2 separate regions of the Triticum aestivum genome follow, and region 2 is linked to region 1. A link is a contact called in public Hi-C data. All regions are on one chromosome and are shown on one strand. The core of a region is the stretch at or near the end of the contact, and the rest is flanking DNA. Distances in the headings are between cores, read along the strand shown. Region 1 holds the start of LOC123120084 (V-type proton ATPase 16 kDa proteolipid subunit). Region 2 holds the start of LOC123120085 (filament-like plant protein 2).

Region 1 (6,515 bases), core at 2,288-4,787:
ATGATCATTGCCTTAGATATAACTTTGCGCTTCTCTATCAATTGCTCAACAGTAATTTGTTTACCCACCGTATGCGTCTTTCAAGAGAGAAGCCTCTAGTGAAAACTATGGCCCCCGGGTCTATTTTTATCATATTATTTTCAGATCTACAAAACCAAAAACCAAAAAAAATACCTTGCTGCAATTTATTTACCTTTACTTTGTTTTGCACTTTTATTTATCTTTATACCTATCTCTATCAGATCTCATCCTTGCTAGTAACCGTGAAGGGATTGACAAACCCTTTATCGCGTTCGGTGCAAGTATTTGTTTGTTTGTGTAGGTGCTATCATTGTAGACTTGTGTGTTCCTCCTACTGGATTGATACATTGGTTCTTAACTGGGGGAAATACTTATCTCTACTTTGCTGCATCACCCTTCCTTCTTCAAGGGAAAAACCAACGCAAGTTCAAGAAGTAGCAGATAGCACCACCTATCGGAACCATGCCAAAAATCTCCATGTCTCCATTGTGTTTGCCTTCTCCAAACCCTTCCCTTTACCTTAATATGCAATGTTTTACATTTCGATGCTATACTCTTAGAATTGCATGTGTAGGTTGATTGCTTGACTTGTGCTAATTGCTAAAATCTGCCCACAACTAAAATTGGGAAAATGATAGATTTTTATTTGGTCAAGTAGTCTAATCACCCCCTCTAGACATACTTTTGATCCTATAGAAACCGACAAGGCAACAGCTCCTGCCAAGTCAAAGAATAGCAAAAAAAAGGCAAGCCATCCAGCGGGGCCTTCGGGAAGCGCGCCTCCTCGGAGTGCCGTGCACCCGTTGAGGATTTGCCGGAAAGCTCTGTTGGCAAGAGATCCAACGCTATTCCACACGCGACAAAGAAGGTGCCAACAAGGGAGGAAGGCACTGGTGGTACTTTCACCATCAGTGCCACCTTAGACAGCAAATAGGAAAGCGCACTCATTGCCTTTCCGCGGGCGAATGTAGATGTGTTTGCATGGCAACCATCTGACATCCCCGGCGTTCCCAGGGAGGTAATTGAGCACCACTTTGCTATCTACCCTCACGCTCGGCCCGTCAAGCAGAAGGTCAGAAAGCAAGCCTTGGAACGACAACAATTTATAGCAGAAGAGATCAAGAAACTCGAGGCAGCTGGCCTAGTCAGAGGAGTGCTACATCCAACCTGGTTGGCGAATCCGGTTGTCGTGCGCAAGGCGAATGGGAAATGGAGACTTTGTATTGATTACACTGACCTCAACAAATCATGCCCAAAAGATCCTTTCCCCTTGCAGCGCATCGACTAGATTGTAGACTCCACTGCCAGCTGTGATCTGCTCTCATTTCTTGACGCCTACTCCGGATATCACTAGATATTCATGTCCAAAGAAGATGAAGAGAAAACCACATTCATTACTTCATGTGACACGTACTGTTTTGTACGGATGCCTTTCGGATTATAGAGTGCGGGTTCGATGATCGCGAGGGCAGCTCAGATCGGTTTTGAGCCACATCTACACAGGAACATAGAAGCCTACATGGATGATATTGTGGTCAAGACCAAGGACAAGTCCACCCTGATTCAAGATTTGGAGGAAACCTTCTCCAACTCGCGTAAGATCAACATGAAGCTCAACCCCGAGAAGTGTGTGTTCGGTGTGGGTTCTTTGTATCTCAACATGTGATTGAAGCGAACCCCGACAAGATCAAGGCTATTGAGCAAATCCAAGCACCCAAGACCGTCAAGGATGTGCGACGCCTTGCCGGTTGTGTCGCAGCTCTGAGTAGGTTTATTTCATGGTCTGCCGAGCGCGCCTTGCCTTTTTTCAAGATACTGAAAAAGGTGGGTCTGGTAATGGACTCCGGAAGCAGAGCTGCGCTGCATGACCTGAAAAAAGTACATGTCTTCTGCGCCAACTCTAGTCGCGCCCAAACCACAAGAATCGTTGTTGCTATACTTGGCGGTGACGAATCAAGTGGTCAGTGTTGCACTAGTTGCGCAGAGGGATGCACACGTGTTCTCCGGCAAGGCTAGATGCCGGGAAGGAAAAAGTGGTGCCAGGGAAAACATCTGAGAAGCAGGTTACATCAAAGAAGAAAGTGGTGCAACGGCCAGTATACTTTGTTAGCTTCCTATTGCAGGGGGCTAGGTCAAGGTACTCGGGCGAGCAAAAGTTACTCTTTGGCCTACTCATGGCCTCAAGGAAGCTGCGCCACTATTTTCAGGCACATGAGATCACGGTGGTCACTCGCTTGGCGGCCCCACTTTTTATCCACGCGATAAGAAGTACATCAAAGAAACATAAGTCGAAAGTTTGTTTCATTTGTAATTTCCCGTCATTCTATATTACGCCTACGTATGAGGAACTTGCACGTGAGGAGACCTTGCCGCGCCTTTCATTTGCGGTCTTATCCTTGCCTCGAGTCTGCTCGACAGGATTAGTTGCAGCTGCATTTAAAGCCGGCAAGGGGAGGTGCACGTCCTCCGCTTCAAGTTGATGGAGTCCGACACGCTCTTCATCAAGATCTTCGGGCTTTCAGGTGCTTGTCTTGGGTGCTGCGTAGAAAGCTCGAGCGACGACGAAATCTTCTCGAGCGACAGCGACGAAGAGGACACCGATGGTGAAGATGGCGGCGGCGAGCATCCGGTCGTCAAGTCCGAAGACGACGACTCGGACTCCGACTGAACGCTGATAGCACCGTCATCACCAGCTAGGCGTCGGCAGCACCATCATCTGCAGATGGACCCCGGCAGAGCGATTTGCCGGGGGTGCTTCGCCTAGACGCCACCACCACCTCCAGCTGGACCCCGGCAGGCTCATGGACTCCGGCTTCGTCTTCCCTATCGGGAGCCGCCCTCCCGATCTTGTCGGGCTGCGTCCCTCTGGTCCTGGCGAGGGTGACCAGGGCATCGCCCAGGCGCTCTTTTTGCCCTCCTTGCACTCGATGTAAATGCAGCTGCAACTAATCCTGTCGAGCAGACTCGAGGCAAGGATAAGACCGCAAATGAAAGGCGCGGCAAGGTCTCGAGTCTGCTCGACAGGATGGTGCTGCCGACGCCTAGCTGGTGATGACGGTGCTATCAGCGTTCAGTCGGAGTCCGAGTCGTCGTCTTCGGACTTGACGACCGGATACTCGCCGCCGCCATCTTCACCATCGGTGTCCTCTTCGTCGCTGTCGCTCGAGAAGATTTCGTCGTCGCTCGAGCTTTCTACGCAGCACCCAAGACAAGCACCTGAAAGCCCGAAGATCTTGATGAAGAGCGTGTCGGACTCCATCAACTTGAAGTGGAGGACGTGCACCTCCCCAAGATAATGAGCGCGAGCGAAGGTTTTCCACGGTACACGAACTTCACCCCTGCTTGCCAGAAATCGTCTTCCAGAGACGACTAGTAGATGAGTAGAGCACGACCCGTGGGTACGCGAAAGGCTGGAACAACGTCAACCACGCAACGCTCCTTCCACGTGGCCCACGAGCAGTGAGACACCAATTCTACAATCTCCACCCAGACAAGGGCACCGGTGCCCCTCCTGACCGGGCAACCACGGGTACACGGCCCCTACATCAAGAGGGCAAAACCGTCCAGTAAAAAACATTCCGCCCCACCCCGTCTTCTTCTTGCCCAATCTCCAACGCCCTCCTCCTCAGATCAGATCGTGGAAGCCCAAACCAAATCCCAAAGCGACAACAGAAAAGCTCGAGCTCTTGCTTGGGTGGACGAGCGAGCAGAGCGCCGATCGCAGCAGTAGCAGCAGGAGGAAGATGTCGTCGGTGTTCAGCGGCGATGAGACCGCCCCCTTCTTCGGCTTTCTCGGCGCCGCCGCGGCGCTCGTCTTCTCATGTACGCCCTCTTCCATCTCTTGTAAACTTGCCAGCCTTTGTGTAGCTTACATATGTTTGGGGGAACACGGTTGGAGCTCTGATCCGCCCGGATCGGCGGAGCGTTGTCCCTTCTAGCGTGCGCGTCTTTCGATTCCGTAGATTCGATTCGTTTAGCTGACGAGACGAAGCGCGCGCTTTGGTCTTGGGTTAGTCCCTGCGATCGTTGACGAGATCTCTCCGTGTCCCTGTCTTGCAGGTATGGGAGCGGCCTACGGGACGGCCAAGAGCGGCGTCGGCGTGGCGTCCATGGGAGTCATGCGCCCGGAGCTCGTCATGAAGTCCATCGTGCCCGTTGTCATGGCTGGAGTGCTCGGTATCTACGGGCTTATTATCGCCGTCATCATCAGTACCGGGATCAACCCCAAGGCCAAGCCCTACTACCTCTTCGACGGCTACGCCCACCTCTCGTCCGGCCTCGCCTGTGGCCTTGCAGGCCTTGCTGCTGGCATGGCCATCGGCATTGTTGGTGATGCTGGAGTCAGGTAAGCTCAATTTATCATCTCTTATTGTGTTATACGCACTGATTTTGCTGGTATGTTGGTTTGTTGATGACTAATTTGCATTGTTAATGCACATCCCTCACGCCTGTGCCTACATAGTACTAGTAGCTAGCAGGCGCATGTGTTGCATTTGAAGGGATGCATTTAGGTGGATGATTCTGACCCAATTTCATAGGCCTGATTCTGTTTGAGATTTGAATCTCTGTAGGCTCGCTGTTCAAGTTTCATTTATTTAGTTGTCTCAGTATACTCCAGTATAGCCTTAACAGAAGTAAATTTCAGTTACAGCATGGATTATTCTCTACACAAATCCTCTTAGATTGTTTATGACTAGACTAACAATTCATCAATAAGCTGAAATCTGAGGATGAACATATGCGAGCTCTTATTATTACTACACTTCTCTCTAGGCATGATATGCTTGTTGTACCAATTATCTTAGGAAACAATCTTGAGTTATAGAAAAATGACACTGGCTATTTCTTCCCTCACCTACGTACTATAGATGATGAGCCTTTGTTATGTCAATTACTTCTTTCACCATGAATTTTGTGTAAGTCGGTCTATTTATGGTGGATTTACTTTATATATGCTGCTCACCAGACAAAAACATTTTTCAGTGGAACCGCCTTTGTGGATTTATGATACTCTTTGAACTGTATACTTTGTATTTGTTCTGGTCTTTGTAGTTTATTAGTTAGTGTGATGTCCTATATGTTTAGTTAGTAGTATGATTCTCTCTGTTTGTTAAGTTTTGGCAATATGTATGCGTGCAACTATCTGTAAATGGAACTCCCAAACTTGGAACTAAGCTACGCTGGTTCTAATTCCTTATTAAGGGTTTAGCATTTGTCAATGTTATTAGTTAGCTCTTTCCTTTCTACTGGTTTGTTGCTTCCTGGGTAAGACTCTGATAATTGCTACGTACACGATTATGTAATTTAATTCTTTTTCCTTCTATATACTGTTGACTTGATATGCGTGCTTTACATCGGAGGATCAATTGGAACTTGCCGAAATTGTACCCCGTTCTGATCAAACGTCATTGTTTGCAGGGCAAATGCTCAACAGCCCAAGCTGTTTGTCGGCATGATCCTCATCCTCATCTTCGCAGAGGCGCTCGCTCTCTACGGTCTCATTGTCGGCATCATCCTGTCATCCCGAGCTGGCCAGTCTCGTGCTGATTAGGCATGTTCCATACACGCGGCCCTGTGTGCCCTCTTGTTTTATATTATTCAGACAGCAAACTGAGCTCTAGAGGTTATCATGTCTAGTTTTCATTCTTCTGTTTGGTGGAGAAAAAAACATCTGTAGCAAAGGGAGCTTTGCCCTTGATGTACCATTCTTTTTCCGTCTGGATGCTGGGTGGGGGTTGATGCTTATTTATGCACAGTTATTTACCTTTTGGGTCTGGCTGGACGGTGTAATCTGGTGAATAAGCGAGAACTTAATGCAATTGAGTTTTGTCCATTCATCCTCCAATTGAGTATTATCCTTTTTGCAAAGGAGAAATCCACATGGTTTGAAACTAGAATGGGACCCTTTGGTTCAAAAGTATCATTAAGAATAGTTTGATTTGTAGGATTAAATTCTATAGGATTTTTTGAATGATTTGTTTTTATACTATCCTACCGAGGAACCACTCAAACCTCTTGGAAAAATTCTTCATAAGGTAGTAATATCATAGGAATAGGAAACTTGTAAAATTAAGATTCCATGCATCCCAAATCCTATGAATAGAAAATGATATGTCCTTCCTAATGTTTATTTTTCTATGTAATGTGGAGATAGAGAATTCCTTCATAAGAATATGATTTGTATTCCTACAAACTAGAGAACAGTAAACGAAATTTTTCTATAGAAATTCTATCCTACAAAATTCCTCCAAAACCAAAGGAGGTCTGAATCCTTCGCCGTTGCGATGTACTAGACGGAATGGTGTGCTCCGCTGTGCTCAAATATAGTGGCGTTTGATACCCACATGGATCTTTGGCGTTTGATACCCACGCGGATCTTTGGGTGCCGATGCACCTGAACTGTAAAATAATTTAGAAAATTTTAAGAGTAAAAAATTCTGAATTATTTTGGAATCAAGAATCATCAGGTGTTACACACGTGTGAAAAGTTTCGA
Region 2 (6,515 bases), core at 1,254-3,753, 250 kb before region 1:
GAGGCGGATAAGTTGATTTACCAAAGTTGGATGGAGGTTGTCCAAGATCCAAGGATCGATGCGCAACAAAAGGGACTTTTTTTTGGACAAGAGTTCACAAAACATTCCATGAAAGAAAGGTGTTTCCGCCCTACCAATTTACGAGCCGTGCGCGTTCTTTTTGAAGGCTAGCATGAGTGCCGACTGCTGGCTGTGTGTCGGCTACAAACCTATTCATTTTGAAGGCTGGCTGTGTTGCCGGCAATAAAACTATTTTTTTGGAGGCTGGCTGTGTTGCCGGCCGCTGGCTGTGTTGACGGCGAGGTCGTGTAGGCTGGCTGTGTTGTCAGCGTGAACTAGGGCCACTGGCATGAACTACGGGCTGTGTTTATTCGAATATTTGCGTTTGAAAAAGAAGGCGAACGGAATGCGGCCAAAAGATGCGTTCGCACGTTAAACGCACGGGCGTCGCATCCCAGAAAAGGTCCGGACACAACCTCATTCCTTGCCCCAAACGGACAGAATCCGGGCCAAACGAATGTCCATTGGGGTCGTCCGCTAGAGTTGGCCTTAGAGCATCTCCAGCCGCGCCCCAACACGTCCCCCAAGGTGATTTTCGCGCTGGCGCCCAAAATCGGCCCAAACACATTTTTCGCCGGTTTGGGCCGAAATTGGCGCCGGCGGACCCAGGCCGAACCCGGCGCGCTGGGGGCGCCGGACAACGTGTTTTTGGCACGAACGAGGACGGGCCCGCCGAGTCAGCGAGACGCCGCTTCGTCGTCCTCATCGCCCCGGTTCCCGCCGGAATCAATGCCAAGGCTGGCCAAGGCTGCCGCGCTGCCGCGCCGGTCAGCCTCCATTGATGCCTCACGGGCGACGCAGTGAAGGCGCCACCGACGCGCGTCCCGCCCGCTCCCGCCACGCGTCGCCCGGCATGCAGCCTCTCGCCGCCCCGCTGCGGCTATATAAGGCGACCTCCCCGCCGGTGGATGCCACAACTCACATCCCTCCTCGCATCCGCCGCACAAAGCAACACTCTCCCCTCTTCCCACCGACGAGCAAATGGCTGAGAGGCTCCCAGGCGACGGCGCGACGGCGAACAACTTCGGCCGCCGCCATCTCCAGGAGCCGGAGGCGCGCCTCCTCTACGAGGCCGAGTACCCGGCGCCCCCGGACATGCGCGTGCCGGGGAACCGGAAGTTGAGAGCCAGCGGCGTCCCGGTGCCGCCAGTGCCCGAAGGAGCGGCACGGCGGGCCGAGATCGCTCGCATCCGTTCGTCGATGCCGGAGGAGCAGCGGAGCGAGCCGAGGACGCCGCCGACAGCCACACGTTGTGGACGATGTTCTTCGAGCACCGCCGCGAAGACCAGATCGTCTCCGCTAACGACATCATCCCCCGCGGACGCCTCAACGCCGACGAGCGGCGCGAGTGGTGGGGCGTACCCGGCCGTACCCTCGAGGCCGTCCTCGATCACATCGAGATCGGCAACACGCCGCGCCTCGAGTACCCGCCGCGTCCGTCGTTCTCTCGCCGTCGTGGCAGCTCCTGGATGTCGCGGCGGATGGAGCTGGGGACGTCCTCGTCGTCGGGCTCCGGCTCGCCGGCGCTCCGCCCCGTCAAGTCAGAGCCGGAGGAGACGTTGCTCTGGCGACGCACCCGCAACGGCGCCGTCATCATCAACGAGGGTGCCCGCCCCTCCCCGCGCTCCCTCCGCCTGGTCCGGCCGAAGCCCGAGCCGGGCGTGCTCCCCGTGAAGCCGGAGCACGTCGACATGGTGGCCTCCGACGACGAGGCCGCCCTCAAATGGGCGAAGGAGGACTACGTCCGCGAGCAGGTGCGCCGCCAGCGCCGGACGGAGCTCCAGGCTCGGCGCCGCGGGCGCGAGGAGGGCAACATCATCGTCCTCGACGGTGACGAGGAGGACGAGGCCGGGCCGTCCAGCGCGCCACCGCGCGTCAGCGACCTGGAGCATCTCCGGCCGGGGCGGTGAAAAAGAGCCGCGCTAACTTGGCGCGTGGGGCGACTCCGTTCCCCGTCGTCGCCCCAGGTCGATGCCAACTCGACGATATTTCGTATAAATATGTCGTAAACTCAGCAATTTAGCACGAACTCGGCGAAATTTCATTAAAATTTATAAAAAAAATGCAAACTACGCCTACTGGTACGCCAAACTACGCCTAGCCACTGCGCCGCGGCCACCGTCCGCCATCTACATGCCGAGAAGCCTGTAGAAACGGGTGTAGTCGCCGCCGTCGTCGTCTCGGCCCGCCCCGCCAGAGCCGCCGCCGTCCGGAGTCCGGTTTCCACCGCCGTACGGGCGGCAGAGTATCCCCATACCGTCTGGCTGGCGGGGGCCGTGGCCTCCGGGGTCGGTCGGGCGAGACCGCTGGACCCCCACGCGGCACACGAGCCAAGGACGCGCGGGGCGAGCCGAGGAAAAGGCGGGGGCAAGACACAAACCGCGCGTCGTCAGGCGTACGACAACCCCCACATCGCCCGCGAGAATCCAAACCGAATCACGCCTCACGCTAAACTAAAGTAAACTAAACCGAGCTACGCCAAGAACCCTAATCCGCTGCTGCAATCTCGCTCTCCGTCCCCAACGGCAAGGAACACTAACCACCAGTGGCGGAGCTAGGATCAAGCCACGACCCGGGCAAGCCCCAGGCCAATCACTTGGTACAGTATTAAACAGTGTAAAATCTGCTACAGTAAACAAAGGAGCCAAGCCTCACGATCCAGGCCGCCGCCCGGGCAGCCTGGGGCTTGTCTCCGCCACTGCTAACCACCACCACCCATCCAGTGGTTGCATCAACAAAAGCACCCACGAAGGCTACAAGGTAGTCCTTTCCTAGTAGTATACTGTGCTACGACAGACAGGGAGAGGACCGCGGAGCGTCGGTGATTCGAGCTGCCCGTGCGGGAAGGAAGGAAGGAAGGAAGGAAGGAAGGAAGGAAGGAGCGAGGCAAAGCCGGCCGGCGGCGACCACCATTGATGCGGTGCTGGTGAGTGTGCACCTCGGATTCCCGCTCGCTGCATTTATTTTAGTTGCGGGAATGGGAAAGAGCCGCTTTGGATTCTTGCTGCGGCTGCGAGCATTTATTTCTTCCTCCGATGCACTACTTCAGTTGGGAACTGGAAAGTACTCGTACTATAGTATAGGACCATGACATCTCACATGGCCAAAGCTGCAGGAGGCGGTGGTGGTGGTGGCCAAGCTGTTGCAGCAGCAGTGCCGACGCCCATGGCCACCTCCTCTCCAGCTCCCCTCCCGCTCCCTTTTTCCCCACTCCGCTTTTCGGCTCGTCTTCTCTCGCTCCGATCTGCGTCCGTCTGTGCGACTGCGTGAGCTGACGCTTCTCGCTTTCCGTTCCTAGCCCAGCCTGCACACCCATCCAGTATCCGAGAGAGAGAGAGAGAGAGAGAGAGAGAGAGAGAGAGAGAGAAAATAAAAAGAGAAACATTAAAGAAAAGAAGTGGAGTGTTGTGTTCACGGAGTTCTTGCAATCGATGCGGGGGCATTGCTCCGTGTGATGCTTAAATAGCAGGTATTAATGCAGCCCATTCCCTCCCGCCTTACTCTCCGGGACCGGGACTCGTCCTTCTTGGTTTCCGCCATGAAGTTTCTCTAGCCGCTCTGCTTTTCTTCTTTCCCCGCTTCCCCGGGGCTGGTCTTTGCCGGTTTCTCTTCAAGTTAGGTCTGGATTTGGGGGTTTCAGCATATTTGCGCGGGGCTTAGCTTTGGGTTAGGTGATTGGCGAGGAGGAATTGGGGATTTAGGGATTGTGCCTCTTGTTCTTTGCCCAAGGATTATCATTCCCTTGGTTGCTCGAAGAAGAAAAAAATAATCATATTTATTCCTCTTGTGTTTCTATTCTATTTGGGGGAGTTGAGAGCAGTCGGTGGCTACAACTTTTGGAGTGACGCATTGCAACTTTTTTGCTACTATTTTGCTCGCACCTTCTTCTCCTGATGTTAAGGCAGAAGAGCAATCTCTTTTTTCGGGCCGGCTGTTCTTAGTTGGAATTTCTGGACAGGGCATAGTTGGGACTTTGTATTGGTCAGTATTGGTCTTGCCCACTTTTGACTCTTGAGCTTTGCCAAAAAAACAAATTCCCGGGTTGCTGGTTTTTTTCTGAATCCAACCTAGTTCCTGCTTGGTCTCAGTCGTTGCAAAATTAGTTCCTGTCAATCGTGACTACAGTTCCTGGTTGGTGTCATTAACTGGGAGTTGCATCTTTTTCTACCTGTCGGTCGGTATCATAAACGAGTGATCACTGATACTAGCAATTTTCAACTGGCTGCTGTTTGATACAGATTAGTCATCTTCAGCGCAGCACTGCATGAGGAGATCTTTCTGCATCGCTTCCTGTGCCAATGTTGATTGATCAAACCTGCATATGCTGGTGGTAGCTGAGAAAGGAGAACCACTTTTTCCATCTTTCGGATAGTTGATGGTTATGGACCGCACGGGTTGGCTCTGGAGGCGCAAGCCTTCGGATAATAGTCCTGGGGCAAGCGAGAGCTCTGTGCCCGTGTCATCGCATCCTCAGTGCTGCTCCAGCGATCAGGTTCTACCCACGTGCCTTCATTTTGTATCCTGCAAATCTTTTCACCTCAGCATGAGTGCAAGGTAGTTAGCACATTCTTATCATGGGGAGCCGTTTTGTTGAATGTGGCTCTTTCTCGAGGTTTGGGCAATGAATTCTAGTATTAGGGAAGTTCTGAACTTTACATTATAAATAAAGAATTTATAGGCTTGCTGCCTTGGACAGATTGATAAAGCATACAAACTCATAGTTTGATCAGATTCAAGTAGGACATGTGTTCAGATGCTAATGTTTGTTGAGTACATTGCCATTGCCTATTAGTGGGAAATCTTGTGATAGAGAAAGGCCAACAGCTTTCAACCTATCAAATGTAAGATTAGTTCCAGTTGTGTAAGATTTACTTGTTGAGCCACAACTATGATACTTTGTCAACCGAGGCTCTATGTCTATCCATAAGAGGATTTTAGCAATTTCTGAATGTTCGCCAATACTGGTAAAGTCTGTTCTTGATTTTCGATGAAACAAGTGTATTTCCTAATAGTTGAATATCAGCAGTACCTTGCAAAGGACCTAAACGTTTAAGTGATGCTTCCCTAGTCCTCAGACCTCGCACCAACTATAGGGCATAGGCTACTCTGAATGATTGGCAAACAAATGCAATCGAAAGCCTGAAGAACATAGGTCGTTCGTTTTCTAGAAAAATGGTTTCACATAGATGGTTAAAGAAAATGGCTCTGGTAGCTACCAGAAGGACTTGATCGGTGATGTGAATACAGTATGCTTACAATTTTGTAATACACAGATCAGGTCTTCTCCGGATTTTATCATCTAGTTCATTAATTCAAACAAACTTGACTTCTGTTGATGCTCAAAAAGTTACTAAAACGTGGTACTAGGTACTGCTTTTGAAATTTATACCTCACTTCTATTTTTTCAAAGGTATTAAGTTCTGCAATAGTCCATGTGTATGTTTCCTCCTGCCTTAGGTGAATAATTGACTTCCTAAAGTTCCTGCAGTCAAACTATTCTAACTTTGACTACTACTAGTAGATACAGATATATTTGGATTGATAAGGTGAAAATAGTACCGTTTGGTTTGTCCTACAAATACATTCATGAGTTTCTATTAGCATGCTCCTACAAAAACTAATGGTTGAACATCCATATTGAAGAGCGTGTCAATGTTTAAATGTCATCTATTTACAAACAGGCGAGGTACTTTTTCATGTGATGTAGTATGTGCAGATGGCATCTATTACTAACTCTGCACACGTCTTCTACACATATTTTCATTTTTGTGAGAAAAGATTATTTAAGAATTTAAATTTTCTGCTCCTGTTTAAGCAGGAGGTTCTGAGGCCTGTCTCAAACAATGCTTCAGCACATCATGGTCAATCACCCAAAGTCTCTTTGAGGGTTAGGCATGATGAGACCCAAGAAATTGGAATACCAAAATTGTCGAATGAGAAGCTAGCATCAAGAGTTAATTTAAATGGTTTTTCTCCACAGCATGGTCAGTCACTAGAATCATACCTATCATCAAATGGAGATGAAGAGACCAAGGAGACCATGAAAAGTCTGAATGAAAAACTTGCTGCTGCCCTTTTGGCTATTAGTGATAAAGAGGATCTGGTTAAGCAGCATGCTAAAGTCACAGAAGAGGCTGTTGCAGGTAAGCTTGAAGGGAATCGAATGATTCCCGCATATGTTCTTGAGCATTTATATACTCTATGATCAGAAAACTGAAAGGACTGTTCTGTTTCTGTATTAGCCCCTGGGGTGTAGATAGAATTAGGTAAAATAAAATAAATGGGGAAGTCCTAAATTAGACCAACGGAATTCTGTCAGCTAGAATAAGAAAAGGCGCTTACAAATTAAGCTCATCCTTTATAATATAATAATGACAGTTTTTCTTTGTTCAGAAGCTCATAACATCAGTCCTGATAAGCCCCAATTTGCTGTTTCTTCTCCGCTAATAAAACCT

Evidence for each region. A called contact is a pair of places that touch in the nucleus more often than the background predicts.
Region 2: a contact with region 1 is called in a Hi-C map of leaf, with 4 times the contacts expected there. The contact joins the promoter of LOC123120085 here to the promoter of LOC123120084 in region 1. A contact is called at or near these places in 3 of 5 Hi-C or Micro-C datasets (all in leaf).

Annotation. Positions count from the first base shown.
Region 1 is chr5D:207,705,982-207,712,496 of IWGSC CS RefSeq v2.1, reverse strand. LOC123120084 (V-type proton ATPase 16 kDa proteolipid subunit) reads left to right here and starts at 3,537. Exons shown (of 3, transcript XM_044540091.1): 1 at 3,537-3,843; 2 at 4,081-4,366; 3 at 5,440-5,854. The coding sequence starts at 3,765. The coding sequence ends at 5,572.
Region 2 is chr5D:207,955,743-207,962,257 of IWGSC CS RefSeq v2.1, reverse strand. It overlaps LOC123120085 (filament-like plant protein 2), which reads left to right and starts at 2,503. Exons shown (of 5, transcript XM_044540093.1): 1 at 2,503-2,986; 2 at 4,299-4,552; 3 at 5,879-6,203. The coding sequence starts at 4,436.